Regions from separate parts of the Mus musculus genome. Here region 1 is linked to region 2. A link is a contact called in public HiChIP or PLAC-seq data. All regions are on one chromosome and are shown on one strand. Each heading gives the region's core, a stretch centred on a gene start, on an enhancer-like site or on the middle of the called end of the contact. The rest is flanking DNA. Distances are from core to core; before and after follow the strand shown. Region 1 overlaps Gm41030 (a long non-coding RNA gene). Region 2 overlaps Gm33390 (a long non-coding RNA gene).

The links. HiChIP or PLAC-seq counts read pairs in DNA pulled down with a chosen protein or histone mark.
Region 1: an H3K4me3 HiChIP or PLAC-seq map of embryonic stem cells shows a contact between it and region 2, with 29 read pairs. The contact joins two enhancer-like sites. A contact is called at or near these places in 1 of 39 promoter capture datasets (cranial neural crest), 3 of 484 Hi-C or Micro-C datasets (Sertoli cells, liver and nephron progenitors), 3 of 115 datasets of contacts at active chromatin or transcription factors (embryonic basal ganglia, embryonic stem cells and pancreatic cancer cells) and 1 of 9 other capture datasets (embryonic stem cells).

The regions. Positions count from the first base shown.
Region 1 is chr13:97,516,368-97,522,683 of GRCm38.p6, forward strand. Gm41030 (a long non-coding RNA gene) reads right to left here. Exons shown (of 3, transcript XR_001781023.2): 3 at 4,483-4,566. Among named protein-coding and RNA genes, the nearest start is that of Gm41030, 7.7 kb to the right of the region's middle. Within about 2 kb of position 4,769, at least 3 of the 459 cell types and tissues checked have an H3K27ac peak or open chromatin away from gene starts, as enhancers often do. A contact at or near this core is called in embryonic stem cells, where this site is marked.
Region 2 is chr13:97,288,529-97,295,230 of GRCm38.p6, forward strand. Gm33390 (a long non-coding RNA gene) reads right to left here. Exons shown (of 3, transcript XR_382781.1): 2 at 5,398-5,629; 3 at 5,186-5,212. Among named protein-coding and RNA genes, the nearest start is that of Gm33390, 7.3 kb to the right of the region's middle. Within about 2 kb of position 3,698, at least 52 of the 459 cell types and tissues checked have an H3K27ac peak or open chromatin away from gene starts, as enhancers often do. A contact at or near this core is called in embryonic stem cells, where this site is marked.

The DNA of each region.
Region 1 (6,316 bases), core at 3,519-6,018, 230 kb after region 2:
CCTTAGTATGCAGTTGATTATCTTGTTATTTGAATTCAACTGGATCAATATTTAATTTTAGTTGTGGAAGGTGAGGCCAAGCATTCAGAAATATCTTCAAATTTCTTTGCATAATAAAAAGATCTCTCTTAATTTATTTACAGTTTAATTCAGGAAACGTAACTCGAAGGAGAGTGTAGATAAGGTTGGGGCAGGGTGTTCCTCTGGTGACGACATGCAGCTAGTTAGTAGATGGATAATCTTAGTTTGTGAATCTTCATGGTCAGAACCAGAATTTCAGCACATTTTAGAAATTCCTTCTCCACCAAAGAAAGTTCCACTGCAGGAAAAAAAAATTCCTATATTAAAAGCAATCTTTTGACTATACTGGATACATTCTTGAAGCTGCTGGAATCTTCTATAGAAATTTTAAAATTCTACACATAGGAAACTTATGATTCACTTATGAAAAGTGAAGTTGGTTATGTAAACTGAAGAGCACTAACTTTGGCTATGAGTTGCTTTGTGAATTGCCTAAAAAATGTTTTTGCATATTTGATGATTGTGCTGGGTGTTGGCCACAGACTGAGGGAGCCCACTGGCATCCAAAGTGTTGAGCTCCTTCTTCTTTCCTTCACCTTCTTCTGAGCTGAGACAGATTCTCACAGCCGAGGAGAGGGAAAACTGTCACGCTCAACTCAGGCTTGCTGGAAGGTGTTGTGTGCAAGACCTCGGACCAACTTTACACTGTTGTGAATAGAACGAGAAGCTCTGTTTAGGGGCCCTATGCTAAGGATGTGACTCTAATCTGTACATAACATGCAAACCATAGGTCTGGGCTACAGGTTGGATCTACATTGACTCTCAGAGCCCCACAAGATATATTCGAGACCACCGGTCTGTGATCTTACTGAGTGGAGGTAAACCTTAAGAGGTGGGCAGGCTCTTGTAAAGGAACTAAGTTATTGAGAATCTGTTCTTGGAGGGGACATTAAGTCCTTGGCTTTTCGTCTTTCTGTTTGTCAGCAGTAGAAAGGCAAGCAGCCTTCATTCCTTCATCTGGTCCCATCATGGTCTTCTGCTTTGCCACACACAGGCCCTAAAACAGTGGAGTCAGAAGATTACAGAGGAAAATCTCTGAAACCATGATCAAAAGAAATTCTTTTCCATCTTCTAAGATGTTTATCTCAGATGTCTTGGCACAGCAAAGAAGAGGCAGCAAACACGAGCTCTGTGAAAGTGCCGTGCGCCATAGATCATTATATAATGAGGAGAACAGGCATTTACCACACTATGACCTCAAACTTTTGTTTTGTCTCCTCAGCTCTGCAACCGACTTTTTCCCTGACTCATCTTCATGTCCTTGTATTATCAAACCCTGGGATATTTGGTCATCAATCATCTTAGGTGATGATTATGAATAATGTGTAGTCATTGATGATATCAGAAAATGGATACCAGTGGTGAGGGTGTCTTGTGAGTGCAGGCACAGTTCAATATTTATTCCATCTTGCTCCCTAGCTTAGGATTTTTCCTTCTATCACAGAGGAATGCATTAGAGCCAAACAGCTCGATCCCTTACAAACAAGAGTCTCTGGCTTGGAAGCCAAAGAGACCATATGCTTTTTAGCCTACTTTCCTAGAGAACTGTCAGACATACTTTAGGTTCATGTTTAGCATCAGGACAACATAAATGATATGAATAGATAGGACCCATCAGTCTCAGACATGTATTATTCTCAATGTGGAAAAAATTGAACCAAAAGAAACAACTTCAAGAAGGCTTGGGAGATGTTTCAGTGATCTATTCTTGCAGACACAGTTCTAGAGGATCGGATGGCATCTGGCCTCTGGCCTCTGGGACACTTGCATGCACAAGCACAAATCTACACATTGACACACATACATACACATAATTAAAAAAAAACAAATCTTAAAAAAGAAAAAAAATTGAGAGTATCAAAATAAATCAACAAAATAGCATTAAAAACAGAAAAATGTATCACACATTTTAAAAAGGTTTATTTATTTTATGTATAGGAATACATCATAACTGTCTTTAGACAATACCACAAGAGGTCATTGGATCCCATTATAGGTGGTTGAAAGCAACCACGTGGTTGCTGGAAATTGAACTTGGAACCTCTAGAAGTGCTCTTAACTGCTGAGCCAGCTCTCCAGCCCAAACCATTTCTTTACTATATAAATACATTATTAAAAAAAAATCAGTGGAAGCTAGGTGGTGGTGGCGCATGCCTTTAATCCCAACACTAGGAAGGCAGAGGCAGATGGATCTCTGTGAGTTCAAGGCTAGCCTGGTGTACAGAGTGAGTTTCAGGACAGCCAGGGCTACACAGAGAAACCCTGTCTAGAAAATAAAAAAAATAGGTGGAGAGTTGGGGGACATAGCTTAGTCAATAAAGTGCTTGTTGTGTACACACAAAGGGGCCTGAGCTCAAAGTCCAGAACCCAATTAATAAAAGCCAGGCATGGTGGTGTGTGCTCTAATTCCAGTCCTGAGGAGACACGGTGGTCAGCTGATCCCGGGGTTCCCTGGCCTGTCATCCTAGCTCCCTTCAAAGTCCCAAGTCAATGAGAGACTGTCTCAAGAATACAAGGTACCTAGGGGGCATCAGCCACAATGGTCTCTGGTCTTTACGTACACATGAACATATGTGTACTTCTCATATGCGTGCACATGAACATATGTGTACTTCTCATATGCGTGCACATGAACATATGTGCACTTCTCATATGCGTGCACATGAACATACGTGCACTTCTCATATGTGCATCTATACACGCATAGAAACATCAGAGTAGAAAAGATAAGTTATTAAATTTATAGTGCTAAAGCAATTTTCAACTGGAAAATGTTCCTAACATCATATACGAAAATAAACACAAGAAAGAAAATTCAAAACAATGAGAACAAAATGTAGATTTTTTTTTCAACACCATTATTTAGACTTTCCTCTACCTCAGGAATGAGAAGGCTTTCTTTGAAGTAGCAAAAAGTATATGCTGGGAAAAAAAAGGACTCGGACATTTGACTATATTGAGTAAACCATCTCCATATGGCCACATGCATAAAGGAAAAGAAAATACATATTAGATAATAGAGAACAGAACAGAAAAAGGCAATTAAAACAAGAAATTCTCAATGGTAAATGAACATAATTTTAAATTATCTACCTGGTGTTAAATGTGTCATCTCAGGCCACAGGGTGAACTTAAAGATACAAGGCATGTGCCGAACAGTCACAAAAAAAGATGCAATTCTTCTGGCTTCTTGGTGACTGGAATCGCCATGACAACCTTAACACATCTTTTGAATGAGGGAAAAGTTTGTATATTTTGAAGTCCATTGGTTGAGCTAATATATAATATATAATAATATATGGACCTGAACTTAATCTTCACTTTTTTTTTTTTTTTTGCTACTGTAAAGACACTTTGTCCCCTGATCTGTTTGAAACAGATCAGCTATTAAAGACGAAAGGGTACAGATGACATCTGTCCCCCCACTCTGAGATGGGCGGAAGCTCCCTCTTAGCTCTGTGCTGTCTTGATCATGTGGATTCCAGGGAAGCACTCCAAGCTTTGCTGTATACCAGCACTTGCACAGCCCTGGGCTGTCTTTGCCTTCCATGGTGATTTTCATGTCCTGTTGGTAAGCGGTGGGAAGCCTTCTCCTAGACTTTGATAAGGCTGGCCCTGTACTTTCAGCCCGTGACCATATGCAAAGGCCAGACTACACAAAGAGACAAAATAAATGGCTTTTCCTGTCACTGGAGAGAGAAGAGGCTGAAGACAGACTTGCTTTCTTTGCAAGATCTTCCACTTATTATACAACCCAAAGCTTTCTGCGGTCTGATGCTGGAAACCGTAATGAGCACACTGCAGGGAAACCATTATAAACAGGTATAAACGAGTAACTGATCAATACTAATCAGTAAGCATAACCTCACTCAAGTTCTGGCCATATGGAGGGGTAGATTATCATTTTTTAATGTCCCAGGGAGGAGTCAGAGAAACACAAGATGTTCCCGGGCTTGCAGTAAAGAGAGGATGTAAAGGGACTCTCAAGCCCTTTAGAGGTGCATGTTGTATGCAAGGTCTCAAATGAGAAATTATTTGGAACTTAATGTGATAGCTCCAACACGCTCACTGAAAATACTGATACTTTGTTAAAGAAGTAGGTTAAAAAGGAAGTAACAGGCTAGAGAGATGGCTCGGTGGTTAAGAACACCAACTGTGCTGGGCCGTGGTGGTGCACGCCTTTAATCCCAGCACTTGGGAGGCAGAGGCAGGCAGATTTCTGAGTTCGAGGCCAGCCTGGTCTACAAAGTGAGTTCAGGACAGCCAGGGCTATACAGAGAAACCCTGTCTCGAAAAAGCCAAAGCCAAAAAAACAAAAACAAAAACAAACAAAAAAAATAAACAAACAAACAAAAACACTGGCTGTTCTTCTAGAGGACCTGAGTTCAATTCCCAGCATCCACCCGTAGGTTCCCAACATTCTCTAACTCCAGTTCCAGGGTAGTTGATGTCTTCTTCTGAACTCCATGGCCATCAGGTGCACACCTGACACACAAATAAAGGAATGAATAAATACACATTTTAAAAATTAAGCAAGACAGGAGAATTGAGAAGACAGAATATGGAGGATAGATGTGGGAAAGAGGGAGGAGCCATCCAGAAATCACTAGAGAGTGAAACTCGGTTTAGCTCCTAGGTCACATGACAGGCCTCTGTTGAGGCTGAGTTGGTTTCTAAGGTGTGGCTGACTTGAAGGATTCCTGGGGATGTATGTATCTGTTCATCGGAGAGCAGTGGGGCCCTTAACATGGCGCCTGCTCCCGTGCCGGCCACAGGCTCTGCTACGCCCCCTTCAGGTCAGAGTTCAGACCTAGTTCAGTGGCGCTCTGGAGTGAATAAGCCGAGGTCTGGAGTGAATAAACAAATAGACGTAGATGTTATCAAGAGGGATCTGTTAATATGACTTCCAGCTGTATAGGTTGGGTAGCCCACAATGGCCTGAATGCTGAAGAGGCTAGAATTTCAGTAGTAGCCTAGCCCTGTGTAGCTGGATGGCGGAGGCAGCTGGGGCAGCTACAACAGCAACAGATCCATACAACGGCCAGAAATGAAGGGGCGCAAGCAAGCAGTAAAGGGCTGCGCCCTGTGATTTCTTTGTGTTTGGGCTACTTTGCATTTGATACCCCTCACTCTGGGGAACAGTCTGCTACCCTCAGACAGTCCTTCCTGGAAACGATACAGACCTCCTCAAAGATACGTCTCTTAGCTGATTTAGATGCCATCAATTTTATGATCATGATTTGCCGTCACATCTGGGTTTTAATCTGGATTCTACCACTGGACAAATCAGTGGGCCACTGGATAAGTCACTTTGGCCTTGAAGCCTATTTTTTCTTGTTTACAAATATAAGCTTTATAGCCCCTCCCACCCAGACTTGAGAACATATGGGAGGGGGGAGAGAGAGAGAGAGAGAGAGAGAGAGAGAGAGAGAGAGAGAGAGAGATCTTCCTTTTATATGGATAGTGCCATAACCACAGGTAAAGGTGGGAGGTAAGCCAAGTGGATTCTGGGAATATGGTGACTGTTGCCTTGGCAACAGGTGTGAGGGTCTCCCTGTCACCTAGATGTGATATCACTGGGTTGGGAGATCCTGATACCAGCATGGGTGACTTCTGGCCAGGTCTTTTTGCCCTCCTCACCCAGCTCAGGTCTCCAGAGGCTGCCTAGGCTGCTCATGCTAAGCTTACCATGGGTCTGGGTTTACCGGATTCACAGCAAGGGCGGGGCAGCTGGAGTGGGCTGCCCAATACCAGCAGAGGAACAAATCATCGAATGTTAAAATAATGACAAGATCATGTGACGTGGGATCTGCTTATCACCAACTCTAAATAGTGTAATAAGGAAATATTTGGGGGGCCTGGAGAGATGGCTCAGTGGTTAAGAACACTTGCTGCTCTTGCGGAGGACTTGTATCTAGGTCCCAGCACCTACGTGGGTGCTCATAACCGTGCTTTGAGTCCCAGGGCATCAGTCATGCTCTTTCGGCCTTTTTAGGCATCAGGTATGCCTGTGGAGCACATACATACATTGAAGAAAAACACTCCTACACACAAAATGTAGATAAGTATTTTTTAAAGGAAGAAAATATTATTGTCTTGGAGAAAAATTTAGCAATTTAACTAGTGCATAATAGAGGTCATTACTACTAGGATCGAATGATGCCTATGTGGCTATACATAAATGTATCAAATCAGCACGTTTTACTATAAGTCTTTTGGAAAGTATATTTTTCGT
Region 2 (6,702 bases), core at 2,448-4,947:
ATCAAAGGTAAAATACAGGGTGGAAGAGCCAGAGGTTCAATCTGCCAACAGGTTACCTTGGTAATCTGGTATCAAATACATTTTAATTTTAGAATTGAAACATCTCCCCTTGCCCCAACTGACTAAATTAGAAGCACGTAAGAGTACTGTATGCACAATCAAGTATACTTTTAGGGTCTGGTTTAGGAAGGGCAAAGATAGAAAATGTAGACAATTCAGTTGGAAAAAGGCTTTCAGGACCCGTGTGTGAGCCTCAGACCCCATGTTTTAATAAGTCAGGTGTGGTGGCACGCATGAAATCCTAGTAGGTCCCCGTGGCTCACTGGTCAGCCAGCCTTCTTGGTGAGTGAGATCCTAACTTAAAAACTAGCATAGATAGAGCCCAAAGAATGACCCTGGTTTTCATATGCATGTGTACCCGAATATACACATACATTCACACACATATACAAACACACACAGACATACACACACACACAGTGACACATACCCTCATACATGTACACACACATTTACACTCACACACGACAAGGGAAAAGACAACACTTGTAAATATTCTCTATCAATTGAGAAGTCATACCAGTGACATACACACGGTGCGTAGGACTCCATAGCATGATTTCATGATATACCATGAAGGTCTTTGTTACAGGGTTTGTCTCAACTTCCAGTTCATGTTTCTGGACAGGTGACTTCTGTCCTCTGTACACTTGGTGCCATGAAGACTGTAAGGCTCAGATCTGATGATCTTTGTAGTCTGTGAACAGCAGCTGTGCACATTTATACAAAATGAAGTTGAGAACAGAAACAAGTTACAAACACTTCTGCAAGAAAGTATCTGCTTTGCACAGATGTATATTCTGTTTTGTTTTTGTTTGGTTTTTATGTTTGTTTTGTTTTATTTTGTTTTGTTTGAGACAGGTTCTTTCTACACAGTTCTGGCTGTCCTGGAACTCACTCTGCACACTAGGGTGGCTTTGAACTCACAGAGCTCAATCATTCTCTGCATTTTGAGTATTGGGATTAAAGGCATTCTCTATCAATGCCCAGCCACAGATGGATATTCTGAAGAAAATGAAGAGACACTTCATGAGTCTGATGCCATCTTCTTTTCAAGGATTTTCTTCTGTGTTCATTAGGATGGTCAGAGTGAATCTGAAGTGCCATTCTAGAACTTTATTCTCAGAAGACATTTTTGTCAGCAATTGTGTCCAAATTACTGGTGAGCCTACATGACCAGGCTAGACCTGAAACTCATATTTTTCACTTTTAGGGGATGGTGGTGATAAGATAATTAAGAGGAGGAATAAACAATTTCAAATTATCCCTTGGTGGTGCCTTCTATGATCACAATTTACGAATAGCGAATACTTTCTTGAGAGTCTCAGTGTTGTTAGCATATTAAAGGACCCCTCTCCTTGTTGAATATCAAGTTCAACCACAGAAGCCATACCCGTCCCTTCCTCTCCATTTTATCTCACTGACAGATCCCTACAGATGTCCCAGGCAAACTGCATCCTCCTTTAAGGGTCTAATACATCCTAGGCTAGCTTCAAACTCAATGTAGCTAAGGGGGACTTCAGCCTCCTGATTGTGCTCCCATTGAGTGTGACGGGGCTATAGGCTTGGTGTTCAGTGTTGGAGTTTTAACTTGGGCCTTAGTGCATCTTAGATACAGGTTTAAAGTTTACTTTTTTCTTGTTCGTTAGACAATATTATAACTTGACATTATAACCAAACATTATAACTTGAGATAGAGCAAGAACTGACAATAACTGAAATACTCTGTGAAACATTTTTTTGAGTAAAAAAAAAAAATTTTTTTTTCAAATAGAATTTCAACCTAGAGTGTTAACTATAAAGCGCTGGTGACTGCATTTAAATGTCACTAATTAGTTTTACCTCCAGAGCTTCCACCTCACAGTAAGAAAGCCAGGTAATGGGGCAGATGGGGAGAGTCGGGCTTAAGGACCTTTGAGAACAGGCTGTGGCTTTCTGTTTTAAAGTGTAGTTTTTGTCATCTTGAAGTTCTATGGTGTGTTTACATTTTTACTTCTTTGTCATTGCTGTTGTGGACAGACGTAATGGTAGAGGGTCTGAGTGTCTTATGGCCTTTGCGTGAAGATCAGAAGATGGCTCTGTCGAGTTTGTTCTCTCCTTCCTTCATTACATGGGTTCCAGGTGTCCAAGTCAGGTCACCAAGCTTGCCTGGCAAGTGCCTTGATTTACCAAGGCATCTTGCTGGCCCATTAGGAAAATTTTTTAGAAAAATTGGCTATATAGAAGTTGAGGATCTGGCAGTTCATCATCATGAAGAAATGGCCAACTTAGTGTGAATCTTTCCAGGCACAGACGTCCATACAGAAGCCCTAGGGGAGCTGTTAGCAATTCCTCTAGGCTCTGCCCAACCGTTACCTAGCAACAGCTTGTGTCTCCACCCTCCAGGTATGAGACAGGAGCCAGGCTTATAAGAAGACCACTGGAGACCTCTGTGTCTCCCTCTCTCTCTCACACCTCTCCTTCCCTTCCTCCCTCCCTCCCTCCCTCCCTCCCTCCCTCCCTCCCTCTCTTCCTCCCTCCCTTACCTCTCTCTTCCTCTAACCTCATGCGTCCCTGCCGGCCTCTTCCTCTTTGGTCCTTCCTCATTCCTCTGTCTATTCTTCTCTGTCCCCCTTCCTTCCTCTGCCTCTACCCCTTTTGCAGGTCCCCTTCCCATCTCACTAATAAACCTTCCTTATGTTAGGTCTGTAGCGTGACTGATTCCTCCGGGGACACTTTGGCAGGGCCGGCTGAGGTGCTTCTTCCTGTCACACTTTGTCAGACACAACAGGAGTGGCCTTGCAGCTCAGCACTTGGGCTATCTGGTCACAGCCCAGCCATAGGTAGCCTTGGCTGACCAGGCCAGGCTTTCTCGCTAGATCTCACTCTTGCCAAGCCCTGGGCTCTGGCCGCTGGAGCCACAGACTCCTAAAGGCAGGCATCGATTTTTCCTGCTGTGTGTCCTGTTCACTGTCTGGAATTACTGTTCTCCAGACGTCTGCTTCTCCTCTCCAGCCAAAGCCAGCTGGACTCACTCTCAAGGGGAAGACAGAGTTGGGATGTATGGTGTGTCCCTGTCCTGCAGTATTACATGGCCCTGGGTTGTCCTCTCCTGTGTGTCTTTTCTATGTGCGTGTGCGTGAGTGCGCGTGCGTGCGTGCGTGCGTGCGTGCGTGCGTGCGTGCGTGTGTGTGTGTGTGTGTGTGTGTGTGTTATGGGGGTGGGAGGGTTTGTAGCACCATTAGCCACAAAGTGTTTGTCTTAAATTCCAGTCCTGAGCAAGGAGTGCTCTGATATATAGTCTCTGGTGTCCCCTTCCAGTACCTAGCACAGGGGTGCTGATCTGTCAATTGGTTCATTATGTTACCTTAAAAAACAACAACAAAATAAAACTAAACCAAACCAAATCAAAAACCATTGGATAGGAAAGACACTTGCTTAAGTTAATGTGTGTGTGTGTGTGTGTGTGTGTGTGTGCGCGCGTGCATATGTACACATACACACACACACACACACACACACACACACACACACACACACAAGCCCCATCTGTCTCTCCATCTGTCCATCTGTCTGTTTGCCTGCCCAACGAGTTTGACTTTGTCTTCAGTCACAGCTTGGGAAGCCATAGGAACCAGACATCTGTGCCCTTAGCTCCAAGGGCAGTGGTGTGTGGGTGACTCGCAAGCTGGCCGGGGCTTGTGGAGCAGCTGTGAGCGCACAGGACTACCCTTTTGTTCAAAGAAAAGGAAAGACAAAGTCTACGTGCCAATGAGGTAAAGAGAGACCCTGGTTCCTCAGACAGGAATTTCAGAACTTCAGTGGTGTCTTTGTGGCTGGTCCCTAATCTTTTCTTTTTCAAATTTCTCTCAAAGGATGATTAAGACATCTTTAATTAACTATTAAAACCCAAGTGTTCTAACACAGAGGACAAGATTTACAAAATCCTTTTAATTACCGGAACCAGATTTTTTCCCCCTGATCTGTAAATACCTGTTTACTCCGCAACCAAATTTGGCTTTAATTAAACTGGCTGTCGGGGGTGAGGGGTGGGGTGTTGAGAGCTGGGAAACGCCTCAATTTGCATTCGCGCTGCTTTTAATGGCGCTGGCTTCACAGTGAGGATCAGAGGCTGGGGTAATTTATTGTTGAAACTGGAAAATCGGGCAAAAGGGGATTTGCTTCCCATATAGGAACTCATGGAAATGACACACACCCTTGCCACTTCTGATTTATTCAATGTGTAGTAGTGGGATTACCGGAAAGTCCTTCAGTGATATGAGATTAGCTCTCTCTCTCTCTCTCTCTCTCTCTCTCTCTCTCTCTCTCTCTCTCTCCATACACACACACCCCATTGATTCGTTGAAACTAGCAGCCAAGTTTATGGTTCTAATGACAAGGAAAGAAAACCCAGAGCCAGCTCTCCTCTGTTCAGCTTTCTGTTTAATATTCAATAAGGTGCACAGTTTGTTGAGAAAATAAGGGTGGTGTTTTGCCATCCCCTTACGGATTTCAGTCAACACACGGAGGTGTTGGGAATGATCTGCTAAGCCCATTTCCCTGCCTTGAACCATCTGGTTCAAATTCTGTCTACCTGCTTGGGGTGCAGCAGCTTTGTCTGCCTGTACAGACAGGGAAGTCACAACTCATTAACAGTTTAGGGTAAATCCCTGTGGAAATGTGCAACTTTACTATTGTGGTAGGTCTCCCCTAGGGAGCAAATTAGATAGGGCTTTTATGTAAACCAAAGAAATGTTAGGTATATTGGGAGATCTGAAGAGGATCTGGAGGTGGGGGGAATAGAACTAATGTATTATTTTAAATGGGAACAAACTTGTGTGTCATAATCTGACTGGTCGCTGAGTTCGGCGGGAAGTGGCCAAGTGACACTGAAATACATTGAAATAGGGACACATGCATAGTAACAGAAACAGAAGCAGGTTGTATCTCAGTCTCCTACAGGAGTCAGAATCCAGATGGAGACCAGCTATGACATCTACAGATTCACCTTGATGTCTCCATGTTGGAGGCTAGAAAGCATCTTCTGGGGCTGGAGAGATGGCTCAGTGGTTAAGAGCACTGACTGCTCTTCCAGGCCCTGAGTTCAATTCCCAGCAACCACATGGTGACTTACAACCATCTGTAATGGGGTCCGATGCCTTCTCTGGTGTGTCTGAAGATATAAATGAAATAACATAAGTCTTTTAAAAAATGAGAAAGCTTCATCTGTTTTAGTGTCCTGAATACAATCATGCCTGAATCACAAGGTTTCAGCCAGAGAGTTAAGTCACAGCTTACTAGTGGTTTCTGGGAAATGCTTCTCTTCTGGTAAATTGGAAGAGTTATTGTCAGACTCACTTCCTTCTTGACTCAAGGAGAAAGATTTTGTGTAGATGGGATGTCCTTTGACTGTCAAGGGCAAGGTTATAAAAACTGCAGACACCAGGCCCAGAACTGAAGTCAGTGCTGTCTTGTTCTAGATTTCTTCTTTGTTAATTTAGCCACGGTCCTGATTACTGGTGGCCAAGAGAAGTGCTGACAGTCCCTGCCGATTCGGGCTCTTAATTGACAGATTCAATCAACCATGGATCTGAAATAAGCAGCAGAAAATGAGAGGCTAGGTTTGATGTGCACAAGCTTTTTTTCTTGACACTATGCCCCAAACAGAATAATATAATAACTATTGACGTTGCACTTAGACCTATATCAGGCATTATAAGTCACCTGGAGGTGAAAATACTCCAGATGTAAGTAGATTATATGCAATGTATGTATGTATATACACAGGTTATATTCAATGACTATACCACTCTGCACAAGGGACCTGAACACCTGCAGCTTTTGGAACCAGCTCCTCATGGACACCATTGGAATGCTGTACTCAGGCGGGCCTTGAGAGGGACCTGGGGTCTCATAGCCTTGTGAACTCTGCTTCTGTAATCATAGCATCTGGGTTCTCCATGGGTTGGGTTCTCCATGAAGGTCTGGAAGATGCTGTTGTGTCTTAGCACATGCGGCTTGGTGTGGTATTCACTGAGTGAACAAACCAAAGATTCAAGAAGGATGAAAGATTCCTTAGTGCTTCCACCAGGGAAGTGGTCCATCAAGAATGTCCCCTTTCAGCAATTCCATGCTATAACAGCAAAGGAAAAGCTGACGTTTCCTTTTTTGAGGCTGTGACGCACCTCTCACAGATCCATTCTTTGTTGTTGTTGTTGTTTGTTTTTTGTTTTTTCAAGACAAGGTTTCTCTGTATAGCCCTGGCTGCCCTGGAACTCACTCTGTAGACTAGGCTGGCCTCGAACTCAGAAATCTGCCTGCCTCTGCCTCCCAAATGCTGGAATTAAAGGCGTGGGCCAACACTGCCCGGCTCATGGTCCTGTTCTTACACACATTTCTTCGGCTACTTCTCTCTTCCTGCTTCTTGAGTTTTGGTGAACCAGTTGATTTGTTTATTTATCACTATTGTCGGCTGACCAAGGATGCCAACTCATGCCCCACCAGCTCCTCCCACCTGTCCGTTTTCCCTGAGAACTCTGCCTCAGCAGCAGAAGTCTCACTTTTACACAATACTAGCCTAAAGGTCTGACGTAAGCTAAAGAGGGCATATGCAAATTTAGAGTGTCTGACATTTCACCTGTGAAAGAGAATCTCCCGGTGACA